Regions from separate parts of the Drosophila melanogaster genome. Here region 1 is linked to region 2. Evidence: chromatin contacts called from public Hi-C data. All regions are on one chromosome and are shown on one strand. The core of a region is the stretch at or near the end of the contact, and the rest is flanking DNA. Distances in the headings are between cores, read along the strand shown. Region 1 holds the start of dpr10 (defective proboscis extension response 10). Region 2 holds the start of lncRNA:CR45877 (long non-coding RNA:CR45877).

Evidence for each region. A called contact is a pair of places that touch in the nucleus more often than the background predicts.
Region 1: a Hi-C map of the Kc167 cell line shows a contact between it and region 2, with 2.3 times the contacts expected there. The contact joins the promoter of dpr10 here to the promoter of lncRNA:CR45877 in region 2. A contact is called at or near these places in 13 of 107 Hi-C or Micro-C datasets (the Clone 8 cell line, the Kc167 cell line, the OSC cell line and 9 more).

The regions. Positions count from the first base shown.
Region 1 is chr3L:10,184,683-10,187,382 of dm6, reverse strand. It overlaps dpr10 (defective proboscis extension response 10), which reads left to right and starts at 1,275. Exons shown (of 8, transcript NM_168399.2): 1 at 1,275-1,458.
Region 2 is chr3L:9,998,430-10,001,129 of dm6, reverse strand. It overlaps lncRNA:CR45877 (long non-coding RNA:CR45877), which reads right to left and starts at 1,299. Exons shown (of 1, transcript NR_133202.1): 1 at 263-1,299. All of the region lies in intron 1 of dpr6 (defective proboscis extension response 6), which reads right to left.

The sequences.
Region 1 (2,700 bases), core at 26-2,525, 190 kb before region 2:
AACTCAATTTACGCTAATTACTGCCTTTCGCTCCAGCGATAACTGCTGTCAGCTGGCTTGCACCCCGCCACTTTTCCCGGATTTTCATCATCCCGATACCGCATTCCCTTCAAAGAGCGGGAAATCCCTTAGCCGGCTACACAGTTTCCCATCTGCCACGCATATCCATACGCCGCGCGAATTTATATTGTCATTAGCTCTTTTTGTGCCAGCTTCAGTGTATATTATTGAAATCCCTGCCTTCTGGCCATATTATCCAATTCGCTGTTAAATCGTGGAAGAGCTAGTCTAAGAGCACCAAAGAATTGTTCAGTGCATGCGCACTCTTTGCCAAATTCCATACAATTTCTCTTTGATACTGACCTAAGTCTGTCAGTCTTGCTCAAGATATTGTCCAAGGCAGACGGTTTGCTTCCCTTATAGAGACGAAGTACCTAAATATAAATAAATGAGAACGTAGCATGCACAAAGCGTATATAATAATGATAATTTAATATTAAATTATCTAAAATAAATGAATATGTTCTTGGGAAAAATATTATAACTTTTCTCATTTATTAAAATTGAACTTAGGATCTTATGGAAGTATATGAAATAACATAGTTTCCTAAATTCAGTTAAGTAAGCATATAAGCAAGTAAAAAATAAATGGGATCAATAAGACATTATGTTGTTTTTGGGTTTTGCTATAGTGATTATGTTCTTTTTATGATCCTTCACTCCCTCAACCGGATTAATTCTTTTTATTTCAAGTTTCAACTAAAATGGCTTAGATTATTTTTTTTTAAGAGACCTATAATAAAGCACTCTAGCTGAAACATAAACTGAAATATTACTCTGCTTTTAAGAACTGGAATCCCTACGTGTCACTTAACTTCACTGCATTAAAATTAACTTAACCCCTTAAAAACAGGATCGTAAAGTCCGCTTTTATTTGCTTTGCGAACATAATTCGACCTCAAAAAACACCCTGCTGCCACTAAAAAAATAATCGCGGATTTCCAAAACTATTTGAAACCTTTTATTGTAAGACCTTGAAAGTGAACATAGTGTTGTGATTAAAAGAGAAGAGGAAATTAAGAGAGATAAATGCGGCGAATTCAGCTGAAATGCTCGGCACACGATTTTTCCGTCCCTCTTTTCCAACGACTTTTCCCGAGCCGAAGACAACAAACCCGAAGCGTCGCTGATAAAGGCTCGTATGAGTTCGGGAATCCCCCCCGGAGGCCCCAACAAATGCTCCACTGCTGCCAGAAATCAGTTTCAGTTTCTGTTTCAGTTTCAGCGCGACATCGACGGTGAACGAAAGGCGAAGGCGCGGAAAAGCGCGTGAAAATCCGAATAAAAAGTTGAGGGAAATGTGAGGCCCAAATACGTGAGGCGCGACATTTTCCGGACTATAGTGTATGTGTGTGTGTGTGCATGTGCGTGTGTTTCTGTGACTCGAGGCTAGAGAGTGTGAGTGCAAACGGATAAGAAAAGCGGGCACAATTGGGTCGTAAATTTTGGAAAACGTGTGAAAACGCAGGAAAAGCCTCATTGCCCCATTGCCGGCAGTCGAAAATTGAATGACCTTTTGTCGCTTTTTTTTTGTTATTCCAGTTACTGTTACTGCTGTTGCTGCTATTGCTCTTATTGTTAAGCTAAAACGCTTTCGGCACGCGAATATTTTACGACATCGTCTCCAAAAATTATACACCTAAAAAAGAAAAGTAATCAGAAATCTAACGAAATTCGGTGCGTGTCAGCTGCTTGCCAAATGTGGGGCCAGAAAAAATGCAGGAAAAGAATTCTGTCTGCGGACAAACAAATTATAAAAGTGTTAAACGCCCACACAACGTCCTCCAGCCCCGCCCCTTGGCCATCTCATTAGCATGCAGCAAATTAAGTTGTTTTATATTTAGACCGCCAAAGGGGAGCCCAGACCCCAAATACAAATTAACAAATTAAAACAACACACAAATGCCAAACAAAAAACAGAACCAAACCATCTTTGATCTGCGTCAAAACAAAAAAAGCGCTGCCACAAATATCGAGCGTTAATACATTCATTTCTGTGTAATCTAATATTCCGGCCGAGGGGAGACACTAAAAGAATGTGACAAAAATTAATAGAAAACCCATAAAATATTAACGGAAAACAAGTGTGCATTGAAATTTACGACAGACTGATCACAGTGCGTATGCGCAATGTGCGTCGCCGCAAGAACCGAAATATATCTCTCGTATGGGTATGATAAGATGTTGTGGCTGTTGGGGAAAATTAAGTTTCCTTGGGAAAAAACTTTCGCTTGTCTCAACTGCAGTTGTTGATGGAAAAGTTTTGTCGAGTGCCAAGCACTTTGGCTTTTCAACGATTTTACTTTTGCCCGCCCCAGCACCATTGTGTTGTGGTATCAACTTTTGAGGCCACGAGCTTATGTGCAATCCTTGCCTGACATCCCCAAACACAATTAAATTGTTTCCTTTCTTTGTTCTCGCACATAATGCCATGTAGCCAATAAAATGTGAAACCCTTTCTCAATAAAATATTCATACAGCAGGAATTAACCGGCACACAATGGGGCAGAAACAAAAGCAAAGATTGCCCACGGGCATTGGGTGGGTGTGGGTAGGGCAAATTAAGCCCACCCGGAACTAGAGTTGCCTCCTAATCACAGTTACTAAACATTAGAGCAGACACTGCCCCCAAGCTGAGAG
Region 2 (2,700 bases), core at 50-2,549:
CTTCCATCTTGCGACTTTCATCACGAGAGAGGAAAGCAATTCCGGGCCAAAACCAAAAAAAAAAAACAAAGAAACAGAAAACCCAAACAAAACAAAGTTAGCAGACCAACAAAAAAAAAAGTGCCTCATATGAATCCCTGCGGCGTCTGGGCCACAAACGATGAGAATTGGGCCAAAGTCGTGATGGCTGGATGGCGGGCAAAAAAAAACTCTCGCCGAGATTGACAAATTTGCCACAGCAAATGAAATGCTTGACTCGGCTACGACTGCTAAATTTGTCATTTATGACAATGTTTACGTAATTCGACAGCCAAAACAATTTCCCCAGCCTCAACGTTCTCTGGCCAAAAACCAAAAAGCCATACCATACGCAAATGGGCGCTCATTTATTGTCATCCCCGGAAAAAGGAAACTCTCGGATGGAAAATGGGGAAAACTCATACCGCCCCAGCGGTTGTCTGTTTTGTCTGGCGGAAAAGTCAGGACACCGTGCGGCTGTTACGGACTGCAGCAATGGCTTTTAAACCGTTTTAAATGGCCGGCTATTTGTTTGAATGTTGTGACATAAAACTGCAATCTATGGGCCCATTCCTCGAGGAAACCAAGGTGAGCGGGCCAGGAATATCTGTCTAAATAGCTCCATCGACCAGCAACAAGCCGATTCTGCAGTCCATTTGCCCAAGCATCCTGCTGAAAAGGACCTCGGGGATGGAGGGATAAAAGTCCCTTAATAATCAAAGATCTTGTGCAAATTGAGAGTAACAGCTTAAGGATTAAGTCTAAAGGAGATTGAAAATGTGGCAGGGACTTTAAAGGCAGAACAAAAGGAGCAAACACCACAATTTCTCGTTTCAATTCATTGAAGGCTCTTAGATTTCTAGAAATAACTTAAAATGTAGGAGAATTAATTTTTCCAACTGTATATTTCGACAAATTTTTCACTTTGAACACTCCCCTTTTATCAGTGCAAAAACACAGGCTCATTATGGGACAAATCAAGAACTAATTTGCATGCTCGAGGAGTACAACATTCATCCATCCATCTAGCAGATAAAATCCTAGTTGGACTAGGACAATTTACCACTCGACTGGCTCGTTATCCCTCGTCAAACTTTATGATAATTATGCAAATTAGGCGCAGCTCCTAATTGAAATCGACAACAATGGGTTCTGTTCTATCCATGACCTTGCCACCGAGTCATTAGTCAAACCATTTGCAATTGACAAGCAGCCAGTGACCCCCAAAAAAATGGGCGTGCAAATGCTGGAAATACGACAAACAAACAAAAAAAAAAAAATAAGAGAAATATGAGAAAATTATTGTTTTGTTTGCCGTGGGGGGCAGTGGTAAAGCAGTGAAAGCCTTGCGTTTCACGGCATATTAAGCAAAATGAATAAATTACAATTGCAAATAGGCAATTTCCTACACTTCCTTCCTCTCGACATTTCACTGTACACAGAACACACAGAACAGTACAGTGGGTAAGTCGGCTGAGTTCTGCGGTGGCTGTCAACTTTTTGGGGACCGGCATTTCTGGTCTAAATAACGTCTAATTTGCAATTTTGTTTAATTGTTTGTGGTTTTTGGATTTTGGCATGACTCCATCCTTCCCAGCCTTTCCCATAATTTTTGGCCATGGCGTGTGGCTGGATCGTAACTGATTGTTTGTGTTTTGCGTTATTTGAGGTTTTTAGTTTGGGTCAACGTCAATGAATAAGTCCACGCATCAGGAAATCCAACCAATAGACCCACTTCCGCTCGAGCTCATCCAACTGGCCGCATGTCTTGGCCAAATTATAATAAAGGTTTCCATTGCGACCAGGCGAATATCGCGTCTGCCTTTGAGCAATTAAAGTCACGCAAATAGACAAAGGATCACTGAATGACAATTGGTGTTTTTGCAGTGGGCATATCAAATTCTTGAAAGGAATAGTTTACACTCTATTTATATGGATACTCTAGAGCTTAAGCTGTAAATTAGAGACCTTGTGGGCTTTCTTTTCAGAAGGGGATATGTGGTTTAGGATTTGGATACAGGTAATCTGCCAACTGGTAATTTAATGTAATTCAATGCAGCTGGACGATAGGCTGGTGTGTAGCCCTGGCAACATGTATTCTAAGATAATTATCAGTGTTTGCCAAGAGAAATTATTAAGTCATTACAGGTAGTAATGTATGTATATTGCTTCACAATATATGGCAAGGTAGCTGGATTTCAACACAAATGGACAAAATATATTAGACTTTATTATACTCTATTTATATGCCGTAGATTATAATTTTCTTGAAACTAATAAATATTTTTTATATATTATATATAATTATTATTATCAATATGCACAAATTAACCTAGTACACACAATAGTAAAGATTGAATCCCAAATTAGGTTAAGCCTGAAGAATATCAAATCACTGCCAGAGCGTGAAAAATGTTCCCCAAACAGTGCCAGCAAAAAGTAATCAGGCGAACACTTCCACTCGATTCGGGCCAAAGTCTGCCACGCCTTTTTGGCCAGCAGCAATGAAAGGCACTTAGTCGGGCGGAGTCTGAATGTCATTGTTTCAGCCATTTTGTTCCCATTTTTGCCCCTTTTCTTCCAGCTGCTCCTTACAAATTAGCTGTGTGCGACTGCCTTGCACTTAGTTTTTGTCTGTGTACTTTTCAAAATTGGCTTTCACACGCCATTTGCATTTAATTG